Linked DNA regions of Mus musculus: all the other regions are linked to region 2. Evidence: chromatin contacts called from public Hi-C and capture Hi-C data. All regions are on one chromosome and are shown on one strand. The core of a region is the stretch at or near the end of the contact, and the rest is flanking DNA. Distances in the headings are between cores, read along the strand shown. Region 1 has its middle 11 kb from the start of Gm46300. Region 2 has its middle 24 kb from the start of Kcnj2. Region 3 has its middle 53 kb from the start of Gm46300. Region 4 has its middle 150 kb from the start of Gm46300.

Region 1 (3,037 bases), core at 24-2,523, 480 kb before region 2:
GCCTGGGGCTGCTGACTTAGCTGGACTGGCTGGCCAGAAAATCCCAAAGACCCTCCTAAGTCCACTTCCCCAGAGCTGGGATTACTGCTGAGCCTGACATTTTGTGTGAGTTCTAGTGCATCAAACTCAGACCTCCATGCTTGTCTGAGAAGGGTTTTATTGACTTGACCTTGACTATCTCCCAGTATTAGTTACAGTTTTTAGATCTTTCTCTCTCTCTCTCTCCCCCCTGACCCCATTCTTCCAAGTCACGGCTTTTTAATTTTGTTTTGTGGCTTATACATTGTTGTTTTGATGTTTCAAAGCTTCAGGATAACTTTTGTCTGCTTGTGCTTATGTGTGCGTGCGTGTGCATGCATAGGTGTGTAGGGTATGTGTGTATGTGCATACGTGTACATATTTGTATGTGTAGGGTCTGAGTGCATGCATGCATGTACAGTTGCTGTTTAACACTGTGCCTATAGATTTTGGGCACTCAAATATTTTTGGAATGCAGTTCCGAGTCAAAAGAATAAATCTGTGCAGGGCAGTGTTGCACACTCCTTTAATCCCATCACTCGGGAGGCAGAGGCAGGCGGATTTCTGAGTTTGAGGCCAGCCTGGTCTACAGAGTGAGTTCCAGGACAGTCAGGGCTACACAGAGAAACTCTGTTTTGAAAAACCAAAAGAAGAAAGAGAAAAAAAAAAAGAATAAATCTGTAAATGTGGAATAGTAGGACTTGTCTTTTAATAAATTATTTTTTTCTCAATTACGTTTGAGATTCTGAAAGGTCTTTATTCAAAGCATTTCCCTCTTTAGAAACTCTTCTGTTCCAGCTCATTAGGAAGGGGTCCAAGTTCCCATTTGATTTAGAAACTTCTTCTTTTTCCCCCCCTAGGACTGGAAAGTTGTCACCCTTAGGGATTTTGGAAAGATTTTAACATGAATCCAGGAAATCCAATTCTGTTCAAAATCAATTATTTGTGTTTTCTGAAAAAATCTATTTTCTGAAAATCTATTTTCTGAAATCTATAAAAACTACTCTCAAAAAGAATTCTAGGAAATTGCTTCCCTTCATTACCCGTCTGCCTGGTGTTCCCCCTTTAGTTTGTCCAAAAGGGAGGAAATAATGTTCACACTTTTCACGATGCTATGATGACTGAGATATGCTCGCGGGTCCAGTGAGCTTTCTGGGGTGGGAGGGTCTGAGTCTCCTTGGGAACTTCAAGGCCATTGCTGCTGACCGCCTGGGGCAGGAAGGAACTCATGAGTAGTGAGGGGGAAGTAGCTAAGCCTGGCTTAGAGGAAGTGTAACTGGCAATATTTTCCCAATTCCTAAGTCAAGTCTGCTTTACCGTCAATAACTAATAACTCAGAGGATACAACCTTGGAAATGCATTTCCTCAGGGATGCGGCCTATGAGGCAGGCAGCTTCTTTATTATTATTATTATTATTATTATTATTATTATTGGTTAGTAGGCATCAAAGTGTATAGCTTATAGCAGGAATTCAGTGGGACTTCCAGTTTGTCTCCACTCCCAGCGCTGTGAGCTTTGCCCACTTGCTCATCTCCCCGCAGTGTGGGAGCGAACCCAGCTGAGATGGATCTTTTTCTAGGCTGGGTGTCATAGAAGCTTTGAGCAGGGGCGTAGGTGCATAGTTAAGCATCCCCATGTTCTGATTACCTAACCAATTGCCATTGAATCTTGGAGCAAAATTGGTCCCCTGTGTCTTTTTGAGTCATTGGCAATTGTTGGAAGAGGTGAAGATAGTTTCTTTTGGAAGAAGAACCGAAAGCAATTTACTCTGAGTAGCTAAGTATGTTATTTCGGGGAACAGCATGACCATCAGATATGCACAAAGCAATTTGGAAGTCACCATGTGGAATGTATTCTGTTTACTGCATTCAGAAAAGTCATTTTAATTGGTCTCTGCAACCCATCACTGGGAATCCCTCTTCCCATAGCTGGTGCCTAGCCCATGCCTGTGCTCCGTTCTCTTTCCCATTCCCGCTTCCGCAGTAGCTCTGCTACTGTTCTGTGTCCGTGGCCCCATCACTCAAATGGTTTTACCAACAGGATTGACCTTGGCAACTGTGACGCTGCGAAGATCACGTTTGACAGGCGCTCTCTTGTTTTTAGCGTCCAGTTTCGCTGGAGGCTGCAGGAAGCTGCCTCCCGCAGGCTGAGGTCTGGAGGAGAAGCTGATAACACAAGGAGAAGCACCTGGTAGCAGCAGCAGCACTTCATCCAGGATGAAAACAGGAACTAAAATATAAACAACATCCTTTTTCCAGAAGCCAGAGCTCAGCTCCCTCCCGAGTGGGGTTGAGTCTGTTCTCCCAAGAGTCTCACGAGAACCTTTACTGAGGCAGGAAGGAAGGTCAGGGCATGAAGCAGGGTTTCAAGATTTCCGGTGGAAATCATCAAAAAGGATTTTTTTAAAAAAAAATTGTTATTGTTGTTGACGATCTTTTAAGTTCACGAATATGAGCAATAATCGTAGTTACAGCGCCGCACTTGCTTTTAGATGAATAAAAATTTAAATAGCTCAAGTCTGACAACATTTCCAAGGAAATGATGCAAATGGATCAAAGCGAAAAAGAAGAAAGGGCACGCTGCTGATCTCGTCTTTCCCACACCGTTTCGTCTGAAATGGATGTTATTTGTAACAGGGAAGTATGGCATCATGTTCCCTGTGATTGGTTGCTCGGCCAGTGTGTTCTGCTCACCCAATAAAGCAGAAATGTATGTGGAGTGAGGCGAGGGCTCTCCTCAGTGCCTCCAGTCAGTATGTAATGACTCAGGACCAGACGCCAACCACGGATGCTGAGAGCTACAACTTCTGCTCACACATTCAGCCCATTTGTACTGTTCTTACTTTAAAAAGTTACTTTTTTTTATTTATGTGTATGCACGCATCTATGTGGGTGCCCAAGGAATCTAGAGACAGTTGTTGGGTCTCCTGGAGTTGGAGTTATAGGCCATTGTGAACCATCTGTTGTGAGTTCTAGGAACTGAATTTGTCTTCTCTGGAAGAGCAGCAAGTGCTCTTAA
Region 2 (2,902 bases), core at 223-2,722:
GATTTCTTCTTGATGCAGTGGTTAACGTTTGAAGCCATGTGTCTAAATGGATGTTGATGGCTCTGATTCCAAGTGAAATAGATTCATGTCTCAGTCCTATCAATGATGAATTATGAATCTGAGGGAAAATGGTCCAATTTCTCTGCTCAACTCTTTTGGAATACTTATAATACAGATATTCCTTTGAATATTTCTGGGTTCCTTATGGCCATCAGTTGTCATGGTTCTTCCTCACTCTACTTCTCATCTTGCCCACTTTGTTTGTTGCTTGCCTTCCCTCACTCTTTATGCTGACTGTTGCTAGTATATTCCTCTGGTGTATGTGTCTATGTGCCCCTAATAGTCCTATGTAGGAGATCTCAATGCCCAAGTTGATAGCAGTGAGAGATGAGTCCTTGGTCCAAAGTGAAGTCAAGAGACTTCACAAGAGATGACAGTGCTCTTGTAGAACAGACCAGGGACTCCTTGCTCCTCCCACTGTGTGGGGTTCAGAGAGAAGCATTCTTCATGGGTCAGATACACTCTGGCTTGATCTTGGACTTCTATACCTGTAGAGATAAATTCCTAATTCTGATTAGCCAACTACTTTCTAGGACATCGGTAGGACAATGCCAATAGAGGGAGTATGTAGCCTATGATCTCTCTTCTCAGAATTCTGGCTCAATGTGAATTTACCTGGACATTTCCAGTGTCCAGTTCCTCTCTGTACAGTTGGGAGTCTTCCTTTAATGAGTAACCTACCATGATCTGATCATGTAATGTACACAGTAAGAACTTGACAGTGTAGTTAATGTGATCATTGCTGATCTTGTTTTTCTGATCTATTTTCCCATCCTTTTCTATGATAGTACATCTATGTTCCTTGAGTAGTTTATATAAAGACCACAAAGTCTGAATGTGGAAAAGATGGGAATACCGCTTATCCACCACAATGAGAGGAAATTCTAAGAAACAGCATGAGTGCTGTGATAAGGACAACTTATATATGTGACATGAACCAAGAGAGGTCATCCACCGTACAAACTTCTGTTTATGCTATTCTCAAATTTCATTTTTACTGCTTGAGAGTTTCATGTATCCATGTAACATGCTTCGACCAAACCCACCCCTCAGCCCTGGATCTCTAGCTTCTTTTCCAGAACTCTCCATCGTTCCTTGACAACTTCACGTGCTACTTTTAAAAGCCACTACATCCACTTAGTACTGACTGCATTTACATGGATGTAGGACCCTTTGCAGGGCCTTGGGTAGTCTCTCACGGTCCTCATCCCTGAAGCAAACTGATTCTCCCTCTTCTAGAAGCCACCACTTGCCAGTAGCTCCCCAGCTATGGGTGGGGCTTAATTAATCGTTCCCCTCCCATGCTGGGATAATAATAGTATTAATAATTATTATGAAAATGTCTCTAGTAATTGCTTTTCTATTAGGGGTTGAGCATTCTTGGTCCCTATTGCGCCACCTTGTGGTTACAAGACAACACAAGTTTTCCCATGAAGTAAATCTGGTATGGTTTTCGGTTTCTTGGTTTTTTTCCCCTCCTCTCCAATTTGGAGTGCATTTTAGCAGTAATAGCTATAATCAAAGTGTGACCATTCAAGGCAGAAAGTAGTACGCACTGAAGGCAAGTGTGGCCCTGTCTAAGTATGGATTACATGTTCTCTCTCTTCCCTTGGCTTCCTCAACCTAGATTACATTAGAAGAAGAAACTGGAGTTCACACAGGCTGTTTTTCTGGGTCTACATATATAGTCAAGGATGTCTGGATAGTGTCCATCGAGAATCTAATAATTAATAGTTCTATTTATTACAAGAAAAGTAGTCAGAACGTATGTAGTAATCACCAGTAAATTACAGAATGATCATGCACACACACAGAGGGGAAATAGCTTACAAATCACAATTCTCATTACTGAGTAGGATTTGCTTTGTAGGCATGCTCATTCCACTCCAGTAAATTGTATGTACTTCACAGATCTGTAGTACTTGCTTACAGAATATTTTTGTTCCGTCTTGTCTTCTAAATTCCAACTTTGTCAGCATCCAGAGCTGAAGAGTGGAGAAAGATAGGACGGTCCATTTGCCTACAGAGTCCTGCTTGCTAGGGAGTAAATATTATATTTTCAAATTGAGAAATGAAATAGTTATGGTCTTACTGCATCAAAGCCTGTTTGCTTTGGCATATACAGACAAGGATCAAAGTATTAGATAACAGTAAAGTCCAACAACTCTCTCACTTTATGGAGGAAAGAGAGAAGAGAGAAGTGTGTGGGAGATACAGAATGGAGAAAGAGATAGAGGTATATAGAGAGAACATCCCAGGTATATTATCGTGTTAACATTGACTTTAAGTATCCACCCGCATGTCCATCCATCTGTCTGTCTATCTGTCTGTACCTCCATCCATCTGTTCGTCCACCCATCTTTGGTCTCTATCTCTGTTTCTTTGACATTATGTCTATCCTGTTCATTCCCTCTTGAGACAATGTTAACTATCAACTTGATAGAAACTAGAATCACCACTGAGTGAGTTTGTGTCTGCCTGTTTATCATCTTTGTTGTGTTAAGTGAGGAGGTGATCCATCCACAGCGGGTGGTGACCACTCCCTGACTAGAACTGTAAAGAGTATAAATGGAGAAGGAGGACTTAGCATTAGAATATATTCCCTTCTCTCTGTTTCCGGACTCTGGGATTCATGTGACCGGCTAATGGAAGACCTGGATACCTTCAGCCTCTTACTACAGTTGACTGTACCTTTAACTATGAGCTGGAATAACCCCTTTCTCCCGTAAGTTGCATTTGTTAAAGTGTTTTTATTTTTTAATCACCGCTACAGATAGATGTAACTGAATCGTGAGCCCTCTCTATTTGGTTCATGCATGCCTTAGACTCCCTCTGTATTTTC
Region 3 (3,254 bases), core at 489-2,988, 440 kb before region 2:
TTGAATATTTTCCTTTAATCATCCCACCTTGCTTTCTGCACCTTTAACGTAGCCTCTGCCCTCTAGTGATTATTTATTTCCAGGTTCTACTGGCTTATGCCGGCTCTTACTTTCAATCTATTTTTCCAGCTGGACCTTTTGCACAGACTCCTGCTTCCTCTAAGCCCTGATGTTATCTACAAGAAGAATGCCTCACAGTTACTGTCCAGTCATTTCAACTTTCTCTATTACAATGCTTCTATTGTATGTAACACTGCCCAATCAAGCATACTTATGGTATTATACAGGGAGGCCTTAAATATGTATTAAGTAACTTGTTGTCTGAACATTCCACTTGAAATTGTGGGTTCCTTAACAACAAAAGTACACAAACATTCTTTCAAACTGTTAGGAGAGCAGACAGCTTAAAGGAATAGGAGACCATCTTTATCAGTTATATCCAAGACAGAGAGCTAGTATCCAGGATTTACAATGAAATGCAAAATTAAACACCAGTAAAAAGAAGAAAACCAAATCGTGCAAATCAACAAATGGATTTTTTTTTAAAGATAGGATTTCTCTGACTGTCCTGGAAATATTCTCTGTAGGCCAGGCTTGGTTCAAACTCAGAGATCTACCTTCCTCTGCCTCCCAAGTGTTAGGATTAAAGGCATGTACCACCACAACTGGCTGAAATCAACAGTTCACAAGAGATATAGATCAGTGGTCAATAACTATTTTAAAAAAGAAACCAAAATCTTTAGTATTCAAGGGAATTTAAGCTAAACTACTTTGAGAAACCACCTGATTCCTGTGAGATTGGATAACATAAAACAGGAAATGCTGGTGGTGAAGATGTGGGGATGTAATGTGCTGATGGGAGTGTAGTGTATACATGTGCACACATACATATGAACACAGGAATGACTATAAATGTGGACAAAGCCTAATACAATAGAAAAAGGACCAAGAGAAGCTGAAGGTCAATGAACAGGAAGGTTGGGAATGGACAAAAGGACTCTTAGGACATGGCAAAGGGGAAGAGACCAGAAGAAGGGTCTCTCTCTCTCTCTCTCTCTCTCTCTCTCTCTCTCTCTCTCTCTCTCTCTCTCTCTCTCTCTCCCTCCCTCCCTCTCTCTCCCAATCTCTCTCTCCAAACCAAAACAAAAAACAAAAAAAACAAAAAACAAAAGAAAAGCATCTTGTTAAGAAAGATAAAGAAGGTAGGGAAGAAATATGAACAGAGTTAGGAAAACACATTTTAAAATGAATGCACTACCTTATTAAAAAATAGTTAACCTATTAGTTTATTTTTTGTCATAAGGCTTCACACATCCCAGGCTGGCTTTGAATTTTCCACGTAGCTGAATTTACAATCCAGCTGCTCCCACCTCCCAAGTGCTGAGATTACAGGTAGCCAGCCCCATACTCCCTTTCTGCAGGTGTTGGCAAGGGAACCTAGGGCCTCACTCGTGCTAGGAAAGCCCTTAACCACCTGAGCTACAATCCCAGTTACAGTTTTTCTTCTGAAATGTTAAAGCTGACATAAAGTCCTCATGGTCTGAGATGTGCACCCACTGGGAAGTGCCTACGTCTACAACATTCTTGATGTTTGTCCTAATGCTGGAATTGACATATTTTTCTATAAAAATAAGAAAACTGAGGTTCATCTTTTGCAGGGACATCATCATCTGTTCCTTGTTTCAAGAGTGTGAGTATTATTTACACGTCCTGGGTTTCTGACCCCTAGTGGTAGAGACCAAATCCATTACTCATGAGCCGCTCAATTTGCAGCCATTTAACATTCCAGATTCTCTGGCAGAGAGAGGAATAATGGAAACTTGCAATGTTTTCTCTCTCGGTTTATTTCTGTTCTCTTATTTCCCCTTTTTCATGTTCCCCTTTCTTCTCTGCCACTCTCTCCTTTTGCTTTCTTCATTTCTCAAGAATCCTTAAGGGAAATGTAGACCCGCTTTCCCAAGGCATCCCAGGAGTTTGGGATGGGGGAACACTGTATTAACATTGGGTTATTTCAAGAACTCAGTAAGTGTACTCCCCCAGTCAACCAGAGCCCGTTAAATGCAGGTGCCGCAATGTTTAATGAGGTTGACAGAGACTAAGGGAAGTGGCCGCCATAGGAGCCGCATGTGGTTTATCTACCAAGTGGCAATGATCCTTGATACCCCAGTGCCACTCCTAGGGCAGCAGATCTGTCTTTAATCTACTTGGATCACTGAGCAAATGGCTTAAATAAAATCTCTGCATGAGTGAGTCATGTCCTTCTTGGCTCCCGGATGGCATACCGAGGAGCAATGGTTTACTTTGTCTGAGTAAAAACATTAATATAAGAGAAACATTTTTGTTATGTGGTATCCTAACCCTCCTCCCCCCCAAAAAAATAAAATCACAAAAAGAAAGAAGAGACATATGGGCTGGAGCAGTGAAATTTGGATGAAAAAGTTCCACTTGACACGAGGAAACTCATGAAAAAAAATGTAGTAAATTTTCTTGGCAGAGGAGGGTAAAATGCAATCAGGAAGAAGTGGAAAAATATATATTTTTTTCACTGAACTGTGGCAGTGGATCTAACAGTGTTAGGCATGTAAAGAACTAATTCTAAGCCTCTTGCAGTTTTCAGTTAGATGAGATGCATTAAAAACCCTTGTGATCCATAGGGGTGGTGTTTCAGTGGCAGAGTCTGCATTGCCATGAACAGAGATGTTCATGTCTCTCTTCAAGGGAACTGGTTCACAGGAAGATAAAAATGCAGGTAGGATTGGTGTGGATGGAATGCACAAGTCTGTCCAAGTCACTATGGCATTTTCTCTGACTAAGAGCATCCAGGTTCTGCAGAATTCTTTCTTTCTTTCTTTCTTTCTTTCTTTCTTTCTTTCTTTCTTTCTTTCTTTCTTTCTTTCTTTCTTTCTTTCTTTCTTTCTTTCTTTCTCTCTTTCTTCTCTCTTTCTCTCTTTCTCTCTCTCTTTCTCTCTTTCTCTCTTTCTCTTTCTCTCTCTCTTTCTCTCTTTCTCTTTCTCTCTCTCTCTCTCTCTCTCTCTCTCTCTCTCTCTCTCTCTCTCTCTCTCTCTTTCCCTTCCCTTCCCTTCCCTTCCCTTCCCTTCCCTTCCCTTCCCCTTCCCCTTCCCTTTCCCCTTCCCCTTTCTTCCTTCCTTCCTTCCTTCCTTCCTTCCTTCCTTCCTTCCTTCCTTCCTTTCTTCCTTCCTTCCTTCCTTCCTTCCTTCTTCCCTTTCTCCCTCCCTCCCTCCCTCCTTTCTCTC
Region 4 (3,133 bases), core at 405-2,904, 340 kb before region 2:
TATACTGAGGACCATGGACAGAGAACATGGTGGGTTCAGATCGGAGCCTAAAATTAGGAGTTTCAAAATGAAATCTGGATGGCTGGAATTTCTATGAAGGCTATTTTTCACATAAGCTGTCTTTGGTTCACAGTAACAGCAGAGAGACACTTACATAGAAAATGCTTAGCCCATCAGGTGAAGCCTGTTAGTACCCAGGCAGAGCATTGGGGAAATCCTGGTGGCACTTAGCATATGGGAAGACAATATATCTCTTTATATTTTTTATAGCATATGAGACTAGGTAGAAATGTAGCAGCTACAAAATCCATCTTGGATTAAATTTAATTAATTAATTAGAATCTAAATAGTAATGTTGAGTGAGTCAAAGATCTAGTCAATTCACTATGCTTGGTTAGACTTAGCAGTGTTGCAAAGCACTTTGAAATTGTTTTGATCATATGATGAAAGTGAATTGTATTTTTTTTTTTTTAGCAGACTTTGTTTTGCAATCTGAATTCCTTTTGGACTTTGCTTTGCAAAAGGTTGAAATGAAAGGCATGGCAGTGATTCAGCCTGTTAAGAAGGTTAACAATTAGTCATCACTTTAATGGACGAGACAAATACACTATCTCTACCTTTTAAAAATAACAGCACTTTTAATTAGATTTTGATCATAAAGGTCAAACGGAGTATAAGTTTGAGAGAGCAGAATGGTCTATGTTGGCAAAACAGCTTCACCTCAGACCTGCTTAGATGGCTTGATGAACTCACACAGATGGTGACAGGCTCCTTCCCCTTCAGGGCCTTCAGTGACCATATGCTGATTCTGTGGATCTCACTGACTTCAATATATCCAAGCTGGACCTCAGCGCTCTGGGCTACGGTACTTCCACTTCGATACCACGTAAATGTCTTATGATATGCCTATCCCTTGCTTCCCTGCATAATGCACAATGAAGCAATCCTACAACCCTGATACTTCTTCACTATTCTGCTCTTCATTTCAGACTTTGCATCATAATCAACCCATTATTTTTTTCAAGTGCTAATTTGGGGTTAAAACATGTTGACTTTAGCGGACAGATGCTGTTCTGGCACCCTAACACTGTGCAACAAGTTACTGCAATACCTTGTGACATAAAGGAATTTTTTTTTCATCATGTTGTGAGAGGAGAATTGGAATAGGGCCCATTTGGGATTGATGTTCGCTGTGCCATGATGTTCAGAGCTTTGCTAGGAACAGTTCTTCTGGCTTCTGAGATGACTTGCCTGGAAATTTCCGGTTGGTGTTGGTTGCTTCCTTAGTTCAATGCAACACATGCGATAGGATTAATTCTCAAGAGTCTTTTTTTTTATCCACACATTTGGAGCCTGGGGTGGATGGAGGGTAAGGCTGGATAGATATCCCTCGTCTTCTCTTTCCCTTCTCCCTTTCCTCCTCATCTCCTCTTTGCTTCCCTCTCTCCTTCTCTTCTTCTCCCCTCACTTCCATGTCCCCGCACCCACTCTTCTCTTCCCTTCTTTCCCTGCCTTCTTATGGCCTCCCCGTGTCTCTCTTTCCCTTGAATATGGCTTTCACACACCCATATCTTGAGGTTTTGCACAGTGTAACCAATCGGCCTTCTTAGTTGGTGGCCAGAACTTCCTCTGGTAGAGTTTTGCAATTTGCAATACAATTTGCAATATGAATGCATTTCTGTAACAGAGCACACAGTGTCCTCATCCTCCAGAGTCCCTCTTGGCTTTCAACATTTTACATTCTAACTTCCTGTAGATGGGACATGCACTGTCTTTCTATGCACCGTATAGTGTGGGCTCGGTAGTTGATGTTAAGTGCAGCTATTTGCCTTTGGATTTTTGTGGATTCTAATAGTGAGATTTTTCAATCATGGTTGTAGAATGGATACTGTCAGCAGCTGATTATGTTCTTGCTAGAATGTTCCAAATTTTAGTCAATCCTAGCCGTATGGTACTTTCATTTTTCAAGTTCAGTGGTTTTCTGATGAAGTAGGGAACGAACACAATTATTGGATTCATTTGGGCTATAAACTCATTAACAGACATGTGAAAAATCTATCACATAGCCTTCTCTTTTCTATTAAGAGTGAAATGTACATTTTTCATATTATTTCCCTTGGTGGTTTGATTCAATCTATCGCACTGCATTGGAACTAGGAAAACACTTGAGCTGGAAAAATTTTGTCTTTGATTTGTTTATACTTCGCTTCAAAGATGTTTTCCATTCCTAAGATATTCTGCTTTTTCAGTTTCTGGGGCCCTTAAGAATAGCAGCCCTTGATCCAGTTCAGAGCTCTCTGGGAGGGACTATATTCATATGCCCACAGAGCTACATGGACACTGGAGACCAACGTGATGAGTGATTTACACCAGTAACACCCTGGGAATTCTGGGAATGTGGTTTCTCTCCTTTGTAAGTGATCACACACACCACTCTCATTAGCCCAAGCCCAAAGTGACTATTTGTGCAAGCTGTGATCTTTCATTTGTCCCAAGGATGTCAGTTAGCTGGACCATTTCTCATCCCTGGTTTGTGCAGGACATATATCTCCACGGTCTAGCCTTTATAGTGACTACTCAACAGGATATTGTTGACAGGAATCATGATGCCTTTTCCTCTGTAGATCAAGAATCGAGTGGATTTGACATGCCAGTATGGTGATCATTCTTACATAGGACAGGTATCTGGGATTAGAGGACACTGATTGCCCCATATGATCTATACTTTGGAGCATAGGGCTGACATTAGCCACACTGGCAACGTGACGGCCAAAAGGGTATACTCGTGAAAGAAAATACAGTGCTTCTGACAGAAACTGTACTATTGTACAAATGGTCTGTGCATGATCTGCCTAGGCATCCCCTCTCCTGCCATTCCACTCTTCTCTCCACCACCAATGCCATGTTCTCTGTAGTTTTTGTTCCTGCCTCCATTTTGATGAGTTGTCATGAAGAAATAAAGGTATGTGGTGGTGGGTGGCTTTCCCCCAAATGTTCATCTCTTGCGTTTCCAAATAGGCCCATTGGGCTACTTTGTGTGCTTCAAGCTAAAATGGGCTTGTTTCTAAAAATAGACCTCTGTTCCTGCTGTGCCATCTGCACCATCCCTTTGTATAAACCAAAGACAAAAGCT

What was found. Hi-C and Micro-C count contacts between places; a contact is called where the count stands out from the background. Capture Hi-C pulls out chosen DNA fragments and counts their contacts.
Region 1: a Hi-C map of bone marrow-derived macrophages shows a contact between it and region 2, with 26 read pairs. The contact joins two enhancer-like sites. A contact is called at or near these places in 2 of 15 datasets of contacts at CTCF or cohesin (the NIH/3T3 cell line and stem cell-derived epiblast-like cells), 88 of 484 Hi-C or Micro-C datasets (the AML12 cell line, the Ba/F3 cell line, DN2 thymocytes and 55 more), 6 of 115 datasets of contacts at active chromatin or transcription factors (astrocytes, bone marrow-derived dendritic cells, embryonic stem cells and 1 more) and 3 of 9 other capture datasets (adipose tissue, embryonic stem cells and pancreatic islet).
Region 3: a Hi-C map of bone marrow-derived macrophages shows a contact between it and region 2, with 21 read pairs. The contact joins two enhancer-like sites. A contact is called at or near these places in 1 of 15 datasets of contacts at CTCF or cohesin (the NIH/3T3 cell line), 3 of 484 Hi-C or Micro-C datasets (astrocytes, bone marrow-derived macrophages and cerebral cortex) and 1 of 115 datasets of contacts at active chromatin or transcription factors (a colorectal cancer cell line).
Region 4: a contact with region 2 is called in a capture Hi-C map of bone marrow-derived macrophages, with 4 times the contacts expected there. The contact joins two enhancer-like sites. A contact is called at or near these places in 7 of 484 Hi-C or Micro-C datasets (bone marrow-derived macrophages, cortical neurons, granulocyte-monocyte progenitors and 4 more), 1 of 115 datasets of contacts at active chromatin or transcription factors (acute myeloid leukemia) and 1 of 9 other capture datasets (bone marrow-derived macrophages).

What each region holds. Positions count from the first base shown.
Region 1 is chr11:110,561,293-110,564,329 of GRCm38.p6, forward strand. No RefSeq gene overlaps it. Among named protein-coding and RNA genes, the nearest start is that of Gm46300, 11 kb to the left of the region's middle. Within about 2 kb of position 1,274, at least 13 of the 459 cell types and tissues checked have an H3K27ac peak or open chromatin away from gene starts, as enhancers often do. A contact at or near this core is called in bone marrow-derived macrophages, where this site is marked.
Region 2 is chr11:111,040,934-111,043,835 of GRCm38.p6, forward strand. No RefSeq gene overlaps it. Among named protein-coding and RNA genes, the nearest start is that of Kcnj2, 24 kb to the right of the region's middle. Within about 2 kb of position 1,473, at least 1 of the 459 cell types and tissues checked has an H3K27ac peak or open chromatin away from gene starts, as enhancers often do. A contact at or near this core is called in bone marrow-derived macrophages, where this site is marked.
Region 3 is chr11:110,603,448-110,606,701 of GRCm38.p6, forward strand. No RefSeq gene overlaps it. Among named protein-coding and RNA genes, the nearest start is that of Gm46300, 53 kb to the left of the region's middle. Within about 2 kb of position 1,739, at least 14 of the 459 cell types and tissues checked have an H3K27ac peak or open chromatin away from gene starts, as enhancers often do. A contact at or near this core is called in bone marrow-derived macrophages, where this site is marked.
Region 4 is chr11:110,700,652-110,703,784 of GRCm38.p6, forward strand. No RefSeq gene overlaps it. Among named protein-coding and RNA genes, the nearest start is that of Gm46300, 150 kb to the left of the region's middle. Within about 2 kb of position 1,655, at least 28 of the 459 cell types and tissues checked have an H3K27ac peak or open chromatin away from gene starts, as enhancers often do. A contact at or near this core is called in bone marrow-derived macrophages, where this site is marked.